Linked DNA regions of Mus musculus: region 2 is linked to region 1. A link is a contact called in public promoter capture Hi-C data. All regions are on one chromosome and are shown on one strand. Each heading gives the region's core, a stretch centred on a gene start, on an enhancer-like site or on the middle of the called end of the contact. The rest is flanking DNA. Distances are from core to core; before and after follow the strand shown. Region 1 holds the start of Pramel13 (PRAME like 13). Region 2 holds the start of Tnfrsf8 (tumor necrosis factor receptor superfamily, member 8).

Region 1 (7,034 bases), core at 1,982-4,481:
CAGAAGATGGGGATGTAGCTACAGGATGCCACCTGGACTGTGATATGACAATCACTGAAATAAAATACACAGTGGACAAAACTGGATACTCTGAGTCAAATGACTTAACTAAAATAAAGGTAAGCCATTTCTCATGTCACACGTACCCATTCCACAGAGAAAAAGCCCCGTGTCTTCTGTGCTTGAAAGCCAGACTGACCGCCCAAGTTGCCATTGAGACCATAGAGATCACAGAGAACCGTTGGCTAGTGGACTCTGTCATTTTTAAAATAATATATAACTGGTATATAACTGCTAGATTTTTGTTTATTTCTCAGACTTCTGGCTACATTGACAGCTAGAAGAAAGCTTTCACAGATATAATCTCTTATCTCCTTACCTAAACTCTGTTTCCATTCATTAAATGCTTCTATATTTCCTCTTTTTCTATGCCACTGCTCTAATCTTATCTGAGTTCCAATAAATTTGCCTAAGTAATAAAACATCCCACTATATGATTCAACTTTTTAATCTTGTTCCTTCTGCTCCACAAAAGGCTCATCTTAAAGACTGCTCATGTCGTTATCTCTTTTATAAACGTATAAACTACAGGAAATCCACTCAGCTCCCTCTCATGGACCAAATAGACTCCATCCAGATGCCCAAAGTTCCCACTTGCTACCTATTCCAAAGGGTGGGATTCCTATGGGTTTCAAATGTACATCTTAAGAAAAAATTTTCTTTCTCCCAAATGTACTTAATCTTTTTCTCTACCTATAATAATGTGTTCCAACATCCCAAATCCAGGTTTTGCTACATCCAGGACAGCTCCAGAGAAGCCACTTCCAGAGACTCCAATATCTCCTCTCACAGACATATGCTCCTACTGGACCTCTTCCTTCTGACATATCCTCAGATGGCTCCACAGGCCCTCGACAGCAAGGACAGCCAACATCCCCCATCCTTCCAGGTTCCCCAGAGACACCGTTGCCCCAATGTCAGCATGAAGCAGCCAGATATCACAACGACCTTATTCCTACTTCTTCATCACCTCTTTCTAATTTTTCCTTTTTTTAAAAAAAATTAAGCCAAAATGGAGTAATGTTGGTATTCTGTCTAAACTCTACCCCCACAGTTCCTTTCAGCAGCCAGGTATGCTCCTACTCCCCGCAGTTACCAGGCAACAGCCAGGTAGGCTTGTGCCAGTATAAAGGGGGCTGCTTGGCCCCGCCTCTCTCTTGCCTCTTGTTCCCATTCCCTTCCCCGCCCCCTCCATGTGACCATGGCCAGCCTCTACACCTCTACTCTCTCCTTCTCTCTGCCTTTGCTACTCTCTTAACTCCCCTCCCCATGCACTCCCTTGCTCCACACCACACCAGACCATATCTTAATAGCTCTTGCTCTTTTTATGATCACAACACACATCACTTGTATCTTTTCTGTTTGCTTGTTTTGTTTGTTTGTTTTGTTGTTGTTGTTGTTTTCGAGGCAGGGTTTCTCTGTGTAACCCTGGCTGTCCTGGAGCTCACTCTGTAGACCAGGCTAGCCTCGAACTCAGAAATTCGCCTGCCTCTGCCTCCCAAGTGCTGGGATTAAAGGCATGCACCACCACACCTGGCTCACTTGTAATTTTTTTTTTTTTTTTTAAGGTTAGGGCCTCCTTATGGTGCCTTGGCCTAGAGCTCTCTCTGCAGATCAGGCTGGTCCTAAACTTATGGAATCCACATGCTTCTGTCTCCTGAGTGCTGGAATTAAAAGTTCAGACCACTATACCTGGTTCTTTACAACCTTTAAAAAAATAACAACAAAATACTAATACTACTACTAATAATAATTTTGTGTTTTGGTTTTGAGACAGGGTTTCTCTGTGTGTAGGCCTGGCTGTCCTAAAAACAGGCATCTTGGTCCATGTGTGTAATTTTAGCAATTGGAAGGTAGAGACGGGTCATCCCTTGGCTACATGGTGAATTTGAGGCCAGCCTGGAACCCAAGAGACCTTATCTTAAAAATTATGATGATGGGGGAGGGAAGAAGGAGGGGGAGAGGATGTATGAAACCCAGGGCTTGTGTATGTAGGCAGGTGCTACACTGAGCCACCTCCCCTCCCGGGCTCCTTTCACCTTATTTTAGAGCACATTCCTTCTTTTTAAAGTTGCTACATGTTGCTACAAGGGTAATTCTAGCACTCCAGTCTCGGAAAGGCTGAGTTTGAGCCAAGTATGGTTACATAGTCAGAACTGCCTCAAAACAAAAACTGGCTAGAACCAGTTCCAGAGGCTCTGCTGCCCCCTTTCTGTCCTCTGCAAACACCAGGCACTCACAGGGTAGATAGGCGTATGTTGGCAAAACACTCAATACATAAAATAAAAATAGTTTAAAAAAAAAAGAGAAATGTAAAACAAACGTTATGTTATGCCAGCCTCATGCAGACTGCATGGATTGCAACAGGAAGCCATGCCAGTTGGTTGTGGAAACAACTTTAACTCCAGCACTCAGGAGGCTAGGAGGATTTCTATGAGTTTGAACTCAGCCTGGTCTATATATAAAGTTCCAGGACAACCAGAACTACATAGAAGAGTGATCCTGTATCAAACGGCAGGAAGAAAGGAAAGACAGAAAGAAGATGCATGTTAGGAAAGTGACACACCCTTAATCATGACACTTAGTGAGAACGGCATATGGATCTCTGAGGTCACTCCCAGCCTGGTCAACAATGAGTTCCAGGACAGCCAGGGCTACTTAATGAGAACTTGTCTCAATAAGTAAATAAGTAAACAAACAACAAAAACCCAGAAGCCCGGAAGTGCTGAGCAATGTTATACACACCATTAATCTCAGCAGAGGCAGGCCGATCTCTGGGCAACCAGAGATACATAGTGACACCCTGTCTCAAAAACAAAAACAAACAAACAAAAAACAACCAACCAAAGGAGTTGGGCAAGTGCCTGGCTCACACCAATCCTTTAGGTTTGTGTAAATGCCTTCTGTGAAGCATGCTTGAGGTTCGTGACCCATTTTTAAGGATGCACACCGATCCTTAAGCTACTCCGGACCGTTCCTGAACTGCTAGAGACATAAGGTCTGTTTACTATGACACCTGTATAACTCTGGAGAGTCATGACTGCCTGTGGATGGTCATAAATACCTGCAATGAAGTCTCCGCTGAACTCCGGAGGCCAGAGATCTTCTACTGAAGTGGGCGTAGGAATATCCGCCAAAGAACTGAATTCCCCTGACCAGGGCAGACTAAGACTCCTCCTCCTTCTAGCCCCTCCCCTTTCCCCCTTCCTTCCCTCATTCCGTAAAAATGCGGCTGGTCTGTGCGTGGCTGTTTGCTTCTGTTTCTAACCCGAAGGCTTTCCAGACTTAAGGGTCAATTCAAAGACGCCAAGGTTTTAAAGTGTCTAATTGTAACTATCCTCTGAAGAAAACTAAGGCCTCTCACTCAGTTGAAAGGAACAGAAGCAGACAAACTTCAAGTCCTGGTGTCGTGGGTTATTGCAGGAGCAACACAAGTTTTACTTTTTAATATTTATTTTGTTTTGAGATAGGGTCTCTTACAGCCCAGACTTGGCCTCTAATTCACCTCTAATTCTGCTTTCATCAAAAAAAAAAAAAAAAAAAAAGAAATGCTGGAATCACAGGTGTGTGCCATCTTGACACAGTGATTCACACAGAATTGAATTCACGTGTGAGGGGTCTCTGCAAACACCCGTGCCAGCAGAGTGCGGATCAAAGATCCTTGAGAGGCCAGAAGAAAGTCTAGTTCAACAAGGCTCGGTTCAAACTTTGACACCTGTTAGTTTATTTATTTTACGTATATTTAAGTACAGCACAGTTGCTCTTGGTGAGGGAAGCTAATTGGTGATAATTAGCACAATCCTGTGTGCACAATAATAAAGCAAGGCTGCGCCGGGCGTGGTGGTGCACGCCTTTAATCCCAGCACTTGGGAGGCAGAGGCAGGCGGATTTCTGAGTTCGAAGCCAGCCTGGTCTACAAAGTGAGTTCCAGGACAGCCAAGGCTACACAGAGAAACCCTATCTTGAAAAGCAAATTAACCAAACAAACAAAAGCAGGACTGCATTGAAATTCTTTCTAAAGTACCTTTGACATCATCCATAAAGATGAGTATTGGAGATCGACTATGTGTGACATCATTGTAAGGGTCTGGGGGAGGGTCTGGTGTGGTCTAGTGCAAAGATCATCAGGGTATGGCTAACCACCCCTAGGACTCTAGCCTTCTGGGCAGAAAACTGGTTATACTTCTTTCACTTTGAAGAGACAGCCCTAGCTGTTTAACATTCCTGGTTTCCCTGATGCTCATAGGCGAGCACAAGAACTCCTACACCTGGTGCTCAACCTCTGAACTAAATTGCTGTGGAGGGAACCTGTTTTGCGCTTGAATGGCCCTGGGGGAAGCATTGAGGAGGTTCTGAGGGTCCACTGGTGAGGCGACTTGACTGATATTTGCCTAGATAAAACCCTCTCCCAGGTGGGAGGATTCCTGGAACAGGCAGATGTCCACACAAGAGGGGGAAACTTGAGGATCTGGGTTCCTATAGCACACACTGTTAGGCTTTGCCTTCCTAGGGATCCTGAAGGCCCAGCCTAGGAGAAATCAAAGCTCAGCAGGCTGGTAGGCTCAATCTTCCACCCTATGTTTTAGGGACCTCTGAGATACCTCCTTTCTCGAGTGACAAAACTGAGAGGAACAACCAACGTGACATCCAGTCAAGCCCTGCAGATACCAATGTTTTGCCTCAGAATCCATGCAGGAATTGATGTGTTTATATCAAGACAAAGAGGTATAAGATGTGTTCTATGGGGGTGTGGTGAGGTGTGGTGGAAGGAGGTGCCTCGGTGGGCCCATGCCAAGGCATCCTTTCCCCCTGAAGGATACACGATGGTATAGTATAGAATAGAGTTTATTCATGGCATGGGGAGGTGGGGGGAGTTAAGAGGGTAGTAGAGGCAGAGAAACACAGAGAGAGGGAGAAAGTAGAGAAGTAGAGGCCAGCCATGAACATGTGGAGAGAGGAGGGAAGGGAATGGGGAGAGAGGGGGACTAAGAGTGAAAGAGGCAAGAGTAAAAAGGAGAGGAGGGGGCAAGCAGCCCCTTTTATAAAAGGCCAGGCCTACCTGGCTCTTGCCAGTAACTGTGGGTCAGAATTTAGACAGAATGCTAACAGGAAGCCGGGCAGTGGTGGCGCATGCCTTTAATCCCAGCCTATCTCAGGAATATTCTCAGCATCAGCACATCTTAAGTTTACAACCAACCACACATACTTTCCAAAAACAGTCACCAAGGTGGAGGTAAGGTTAAGAGTTTGGTTTTGATTTTTTTTTCCTTTTCTTTCCTTTTCTTTCCTTTTCTTTTCTTTTCTTTTCTTTTCTTTTCTTTCTTTCTTTCTTTCTTTCTTTCTTTCTTTCTTTCTTTCTTTCTTTTTCTTTTCCAATTCACACTTGTCTTTTTATTTGTTTTGTTTGAGATAGTCTCTTGTAACCCAGACTGTCCTCAAACTAGCAAGGTAATCAAGTATGACCTTGGATTCCTGATCCTCCTGCCTCTGCCTCCTGAGTGCTGGGATGCCAGACATGTTCTGTACTAGGCACAGAGAGATTCTGAGTCGCAAACCTCAAGGCCTGTAAAATGCTGTCAAGATGGCTATCGAGGGTGGGAGTGCAGGCTTGGGCTAGCATTTGCCTTCTCTTCCCACCTGATTCCCAAGCAATTTTCTAGCTGAGCTCTAAAATCAAGACACCACTGTAACACGGCAGAGAGAAATGTAATAGCAAAGCTTTCTCCATCTTGTCTTGGCTGAAACCAGCTTTGGTTTCCACCTCCTGCTCTGACAAGTCCCTTGGGGAAGAGGGAAAGCACCCAGCCCTGTTCTAGAGACTCAGGGTCAAAATGCCCCAGTTAGTTCTCAGCTCTTGTTAAACTGCTTGTTTGTTTGCGTTCCCTTGCAATTGCCAAACAGAATTCAGGTTTTCTGTGTTCTTTATCTTCAAATACTCCCTGTACTATGGATTGGGGCTGCTCTGTGAGAAATGCTTCTCTTCAGGCATCACAGTCACCAGCTGGCTTATGAGACTCTTCTTTCTACCTTCCTTTCTTTCCTTCTTTTTTTTTTCCTTCTTTCTTTTTAAAAGACACACCAGAAGAGGGCATCGGATCCCATTATAGACGGTTGTGAGCCATGATGTGGTTGCTGGGAATTGAACTCAAGACCTATGGAAGAGCAGTTAGTCCTCTTAACCCCGTGAGCCATCTTTCTAGCCCACTACAGACTCTCAATTCTAATTTTGGCCATGGTCTTTGAGCCTTTACCTTGTAACAGAAACAGATACTTGTGAATGGATTCTGCTTTAGACCTGAGCCATTCTCTCTCTCTTTCTCTCTCTCTCTCTCTCTCTCTCTCTCTCTCTCTCTCTCTCTCTCTCTCTCGCTCTCGCTCTCCCCTAGGGTCTCACTATGCTCTGGATGGCCTGAACCTTGTTGTATTAGTCAGGGTTCTCTAGAGTCACAGAACTTATAGCTAGTCTCTATATAGTAAAGGAATTTATTGATGACTTACAGTCTGCAGCCCAATTCCCAACAATGATTCAGTAGTAGCTGTGAATGGAAATCCAAAGATCTAGCAGTTACTCAGTCCCACACCACATGGCAAGCAGGCAAGGAAGCAAGACTCCCTTCTTCCAATGTCCTTATATGGTTTCCAGCAGAAGGTGTAGCCCAGATTAAAGGTGTGTTCCACCACGCTTTTAATCCCAGATGACCTTGAACTCAGAGATCTCCCTGTCTTAATCTTCTGGAATCCATAGCCACTATGCTTCAAGATCTCCATACCAAGATCCAGATCAGAAACTTCTATCTCCCAGGCTCCAGATGAGGGTCACTGGTGAGCCTTCCAATTCTGGATTGTAGTTCATTCCAAATATAGTCAAGTTGACAACCAGGAATAGCCACTACACTTGTTAAGTAGATTAGGCGAGCCATGAACTCACCAAGATCCATCTGTCTCCTTCCAGAGTGCTGGGACTAAATTGTGTG
Region 2 (7,034 bases), core at 3,141-5,640, 910 kb after region 1:
AAGACAGATCCTTCCCTTAGACAGAGCTGGTATGTTCTCTGAAATGTCGTCTGATCTGCAGGTCTAGCTGGGCACTTCTACTTGGATAACTACAGATAAGCCACCCCCAAGTCAGAACACAGCTCAACAGAAACCACACAGGTCCAACCTGGGCTTAAGCTGCCTGTGCAATGACCTCCAGCCTCAGGGTCCCCCCCCCCCTTTTCTTCTGTCCTGAGATGCATCGGATGCCAGTATGTGCAGACCTAGAAATGAATCACTCCTACTCAAGAAGTATTTTGGTCAGATATGAGTAGATACCACTGAAAGTTCCAGTAAGGGCTGTCCTAGTCTCAACAGAACTGCTCTCGAGCTGAGTAATGCAGCTGCCCTGCCTTGGCCTTGGAACCCTTGTTGCTTGTGAACCTCAATTGAGGAAGGCAGCCTTCAATTAAGAGAAGCTATAGTCTCCTTTTCCCCTCTCTTCCCATTTTGGTTTCCTCCTCTGTTTCTGGGGTATCCCATGGAATTCTGCCTCTAGTCAGGATTTGAATGGTTCTGAAAGTTACTTTTCTACAGGAATCCAAGAAAGTTCTCTTGCCCTCTGTTGAATACCAAGACCGCCACAGTTAGCCCTACTGTGCAAGATGACTGGGCATGCTTCATCAGTGACAGCCTATTAGCAGAGCTGCATGCTGCAAAGACTCATTCATGAGAATTCCCCTATAGGAACCTTAAAATGTTAAGCCAGAGCTGAAGGAGGAAAATCAGACTGGAGCCAAAGGCAGGATGCCCGGGGAAGATATCAGGGGAATTCTGAAGCCACAGAATTCACCAGAAGGCATGGCCTTATACCATCCCAGGGAGTCTGGAAGAAAAGAATGGAACAGAGGAAACTCTGTCTCTCTGGACTTGTACCACCTGAGTCCCAGATAATTTTACAAATACAAGGCCTGTCTCTTTTTCAGAAAACATGCTTGTCACAAAGTGACAAAAACTGAGAAGAAAAAAGCAGAAAAAATTGAAAAAAAGAATTTGAGATCCCAAACCAAAATATATATGTGTGTGTGTGTGTGTGTGTGTGTGTGTGTGTGTGTGTGTGTGTGTGTGTATACTTTCAATATAGCTCAGACTACCTTGGAACTTTTTTGAAAAATGATATTCTATGTCTTTTGTGTACATGTGCACATATGTGTGCATTCTCATGCATGAGCTACCTCCTACTTGAGGAGATCAGAGAACAATCCAAGAGTTAGTTCTTTTTTTCCATATGTGAGTCTTGGGGATGAAACTTAGGACGTCAGACTTGGTGGCAAGAGTCAGAGTGCCTTTGCCTGCTGAGCCATCTTGCTGGTCCTATCTCTAGACTTCTGACCATCGTTGCCTTGGCCTTCCAAGTGCTGGGATTCCAGTTATGTAGTAACCAGCTTTAAATATATATATATATTGTGCAGAGTATGTGTCTGTTTGCTTGGCTAATCTTTGTTTTTGTTTTGGAGACAGGGTCTCTCTCTATAGTGTTGGGTAATGCAGACCAAATTGGCCCTGAACCCACAGAGATCTACCACCCTCTGCCTGCTGAGTGCTGGAATTAAAGTCATGCATCCAGCTGTAAAAAGGTTTGTTGCTGTCATTATTTTATCCTGTTCTGCTTTTAGTAAGATTTCAAACCTTAACTGGAATGGAAAGGTGGAAGAAATCTTGAAGGACCTGAATAGAGACCCCTGCTGGGCAGGCAGCTCTTTCCCCACAGACACCCCAAGTTCTGTCATGAAAGGCCCACAGACTTGAGGTTTGATGCTTAGCCTACAGTCACTGGGAAATGCAAATTAACATAAGAAGGATACAGTCCGTTCAAGACCACAAAATAGAGATTGATAAGATCGAGCGTCGGTTAGGATGTGGGAAGCTGCTACTGTCTTACACTGTTGTGTGAAAAGACATTGTCTTGCACACTGGAAGGCATGCCATTTCATTTCAGTGCACATCTGCTCTGTCAGCCACCAGTATTCTCTTACCTCTTCTCTAGGAAAGAACCACTCTTCCTCCCCAGGCAGCAAACACACAGAAGACAATGTTGGGGCCACGTGGTGGCGCATGCCTTTACTCTCAGCATTTGGGAGGCAGAAGCTGGCAGATGTATCAGTTCAAGACCAGACTGGTCTACACAACGAGTTCCAGGCTAACTGGGACTACATAGTGAGACTCCAGCTTATAAAAACAAACCAGAAGACACTGGTGGGAATCTCAGTGCTCATTCACCAGGGATGTGAAGACCTACTGTAGACACTGTAAAAGCTAAATCAAAACATTACAAAATTGGGTGTGATGGCACATGCCTGTAATATACTGAGCACTCACCAGTGGGAAGATTAGGTGTTTGCAGACATCCTTGATTACAGGGTGAGTTCAAGACCAATCTGAGTTACACAGACCCTATCTCAAAACAAAAACACAGACAAACTGAGCATGTGGACCAGTTGGTAGAGTGCTTGCCTAGCACACCCAAAGCCCCAAGCTCAATCTCATACACTGCATACATGGCATATGGTAGTGCATACCTGCAACCTAAGCAATCAGGAAGTGGAAGGAGAAGGACCAGTTCAAGGCCATCCTTGGCTACATAGCAAACTGGGGGCCAACCTGAGCTACATGAGACCTTGTCCAAAAAAAAAAAAAAAAAAAAAAAAAAGCAGTTGGTAGTACATGCCTTTAATCTCAGCACTCAGGAGACAGAAGCAGGCTGACCTCTGTGATTTCAAGGCCATCCTGCTCTACCGAGTGAATCTCAGGACAACCAGGGCTACGCAGAGAAATCCTGTCTCGAAAAATAATTAATTAATTGAAATAAATAAATAAAAAGAGAAACCCCTATATATTTCTATAAAAGTGATCCAAATACAGATATGCTTTTATAGATGCTGTAAATAGCAGTAAAACAAGAACATGCTTACAGCTTAGAAGATATTGGTATAAAACAATTAGCTCTATCATAGCATTTATACTTTTTTGTTTGGGGGCATTTTCACACATTCCAGGTAGTAGTAAGTACACGGCTTTAATTGTAAAACATGTTTTCACAGGCCTGTGAGATGGTTCTGTGGGTAAAGGCACTAGCTGCCAAACCTGATGACCTGAGTTCTATTCCTGGAACCCACAGGGTCAAAGGAGAGAACCAACTCCCAGAGTTGTCCTTAAACCTACATACTCATGTAAGAATGTGCCATGCCCTGATCAAAAAATGTTTCGACTTAGTAGGAGAAAAGAAACCAAACCTCCCCACTTTCACATCCTACTTTTTCCTTCATCTTCCAGGGTCCTTGTTGCTCCAAACTCTTACCTTCCCCGAATGAGGGCTTCGGGCATGGGGGTGAGGTAGGGTAGGACGGCTCCTCTGCTCACTTCTGCCCTCTGCAGGGCAGGTGTCACACTGCCCACTGGAGATGAAAGGGACACCTTCCTACCATCTCTCTCCTGCCCTCTCTCCTCCCTTGTCTTCACACCTCTCTAGCAGAGACACCTCATGTCCAGCAAGCCTGCTGCTGTCCCTTGTCTCCCTCCCCCAGCTACCATTCAGCCATGCACTTTTTTCTTCCATGTAGACCTTAGGTTCCGTAAAGAAGATTATCTGAGTGGCTCTTCAAAGTCCTGTCTCCTTCCCACACACTAATGCCTAGTGTGGCATTGGCCCCTAGGAATTGTTCAGTTTTCCTAACTCATTGACCAGACTTATTTCTGGGGCTTTCAACTATAGAACCAGAGACAGCACTGACTTGCTCCTGGGACAAATATCCACCATGTGCTTGCTCCAGGGCACCCAGCCCACATCACCAGCTGGCCAGACCCCCACCTTTGCTCTCATTCACCCCCTCCTCTCTTTCCTCAGCCCTTCCAGCCTACGGATGCACAAACAACCCGTTATCATCCTCTGGCAAAACAAGGGCATACTCAAGTTTCTCTATCCAGGACCCCCTCTGGGGCAGCAGTAACAGAACAGGAAAGGAACAGCTTTCTCTTGCTCCGGGTTCAACTCACGGATAATGAAGGAGCAAACTGCTCCCAACTATCGACTACCTGCGTTTGTGACGAGAGAAGCTCTAACTTTACTCTTCAGTTATCCACCCACCTGTGGATGCTTGCATATTTTAGTTGCCTCCTGTGCCCCCTCACTCTAGTTTGAGTTGGGGAATAAGGTGAGAGGTTGCCTTGTCCTCCTTTACTCTAGCCACTGCTCTCGCACAGTGTCCGGGGCTACTGTCATTCCCTTACCGTTGGGAAGGCTTGAAGCATCCCCAGGAACAGCAACCCCGCTGCGGTGAGTAGGGCGCTCATCTTGGCTTCCCGAGTCTCCAGCGCCTGGCCACCTGCCGGCACCCTGACTCTCCCGCGGTGAAATCACTTCTAATGTGACTGCGCCTTCCTAACCCTTCTTCGGGTTCAGCCCTAATCCTTCCCTCCCCCACCCTCTTACCACCTGTGATGCAGCGATCTGCCTGCCTGTGAAGCCTAAGAGAGAAGGGGCCACCACGTGCAGAGATGACTCAGGGCTAGCCACAGCGCACGCACGCAGGGGGCTCCCCTGCGTTTTGAATGATCCGCCCCGGATTTGAAGAGGAACCGGGAAGCCGGCTCAGCTCTAAAGGTACAGGACTCAGGAGTCTGAGAGGTACAGAATCCTGAGGCCTCTAGCCCCATTCCCCACCCCCAGGAAGGGTGAGATTCTAAGCCCACATCATCAGGATTCTTTGGAAGGGACAGAGTGAGGAGAGTTTCGAGAAAAATGAGCACTTCTTCATTGTAACATTTGCTGTAAAGTAAAGCCAGCCCTGCACGGGGAATGAATGGGCGAATAGAGAACAAATGGATGGAAGTGTGGGTGGGAGGATGAGGGAATGGATGGATGGGTAGATGGGTGAGGAAGATGAGAACAAATGCATAAATGGATGAGGGGATGGATGAATTGATGGATGAGTGGAAAGAGAACACGTGGATTGGAATATGGATGGATGGATGGATGGATGGATGGATGGATGGAAGCAAGGAAGGATGGATGGGCAGATGGGGTAGGTGAATAGAGAACAAATGAGTGATGAAGTGGACGGATGGTAAATGGATGAGAGGGTCACAGAATGAAGGGATGGGTGGATGGATGAAAAGATATCTGTGAATGGTTAAGTGAGTGGGAGGGTTGGGGAATGAATGAAGAGATTAGGTAATGGATATATGGATGGATGGGTAGATGGATGAGTAGGTAGATGATGGGAGGACTGATGAGATGAGGGAATGAATGGATATGGGGTAAAGGGGAAATGGATGCATAAAGCAATAGATGGATTAGTGGATGCCTGCATGGAGCATGGGTAGGCAGGTGGGTGGACTGACCAGTGAACGAACTATGTGAAGACTAGGGCATATGTTAATCAATCCACAGGTATCCCTGCCCTTTTTTGCCTGGTGGATATAGCTGGCACCCTGGAGCCTCACCTGAAGTCTGCCTTATTCTATTCCCCAAGCTGCTGTTCGAATGTGGGGCTCCTCGGACTCCAGGCTCTCCTGATTGCTTCTGTGAGTACTGGCAGCACATGGTCACTGCTGAGCACTGACTAGCAGGTGCTCACTGCTTTTGTCTGGTATTGCTTTGTTTTCAAACATAGAAACCAACACCGAGAAAACAGGCATGCTACCTATGTGCTCTAAAGATGGGAGAGTGGCTTCTTTCAAGCCCAGAATGATGCAAGGGCCTTTTGGCTTCCACATTTTAGTCTAGCTTTCAGTGTTGTTAGAGATTCCCACAGGGCACCAGCTGCCACTTCCTACCAGGATTTTCCAAAGTCCCTACGAACTTTCCATTTCACACATAGGCCTCTTTGAGGTCCACATCCTACCTGGAAAATCCACCCCTAATGTGCCACTTCCATAGAGCCACTCCAGACCCTCCCCTCCCTGATGATGAAAGATCCAGCTTCGAATAATCACAGGGTCAGGAAGGGGCAGAGGAACCTGGAGCCCATGCTTCCCAAAATGCAGCAGGTGTTCACAATGAACTGGTGCAGGTAAGACACTCACGGATGTAGCATCCAAATAGCTTGCACCAGCTTGAACCAAATAAAAAACACACATTGTGAAAGTCCAACCTTCCTAGTAACCAAAGGCATGCAAATGAAAGCAGCCTTTGTTAGTCTTCTGGGCCTTCAAGTCATTTGTGGGGTTTTTAATTCATAATAATAGTTACGGGGGAAAGCGAGAGAAAACAGAACTTCATTCTTCTGTACTGACTAGTGGTGCAACCGCTCTCAGAAAGCATCCTTGTCAAAAAGTCCTTGTTAGCAAAAGCAAAAGAACAAAATTTTTTAGAAAGTTTACAACTCATTGCTCCATAATTTCACAACCCAAACAATGAAAAATCAACAAACAGCTCAACTTGGAAATGAACAACCACAACAAAAAGACTATAGATTCGAGAATGTCTCTTTAAACTGTATCTGTAAATGTTGGGAATACTCCGAGTTGCAGTAGGAAATGAGTTTGGAAACTGAGGTTCACCCACTTTATGGACTATTACACACCCATTCAAAGTGATAATACTGTGTGTACTGGTTAGTTTTGTGTCAACTTGACACGGCTGGAGTTATCGCAGAGAAAGGAGCTTCAGTTGAGGAAATGCCTCCATGAGATCCAGCTGTAAGGCATTTTCTCAATTAGTAGTGATCAAGTGGGAAAGGCCCCTTGTGGGTAGGACCATCCCTGGGCTGGTAGTCTTGGGTTCTATAAGAGAGCAGGCTGAGCAAGCCAGGGGAAGCAAGCCAGTAAAGAACATCCCTCCATGGCCTCTGCATCAGCTCCTGCTTCCTGACCTGCTTGAGTTCCAGTCCTGACTTCCTTGGTGATTAACAGCAGTATGGAAGTGTAAGCTGAATAAACCCTTTCCTCCCAAACTTGTTTCTTGGTCATGATGTTTGTGCAGGAATAGAAACCCTGACTAAGACACTGTGCATATAAAAGTTTGTCTCTCCCTGCTAACCTCCCCCAATACAGGTAACTTCTGCTCCCTAGGC

The links. Promoter capture Hi-C pulls out the DNA fragments that hold promoters and counts their contacts.
Region 2: a contact with region 1 is called in a promoter capture Hi-C map of embryonic stem cells, with 4 times the contacts expected there. The contact joins the promoter of Tnfrsf8 here to the promoter of Pramel13 in region 1. A contact is called at or near these places in 9 of 39 promoter capture datasets (the 3T3-L1 cell line, the HPC-7 cell line, cranial neural crest and 5 more), 1 of 484 Hi-C or Micro-C datasets (embryonic stem cells), 3 of 115 datasets of contacts at active chromatin or transcription factors (embryonic stem cells and epiblast stem cells) and 1 of 9 other capture datasets (embryonic stem cells).

Annotation. Positions count from the first base shown.
Region 1 is chr4:144,405,233-144,412,266 of GRCm38.p6, forward strand. Pramel13 (PRAME like 13) reads right to left here and starts at 3,232. Exons shown (of 4, transcript NM_029948.2): 1 at 3,125-3,232.
Region 2 is chr4:145,310,774-145,317,807 of GRCm38.p6, forward strand. It overlaps Tnfrsf8 (tumor necrosis factor receptor superfamily, member 8), which reads right to left and starts at 4,391. Exons shown (of 13, transcript NM_009401.3): 1 at 4,249-4,391. The coding sequence starts at 4,311.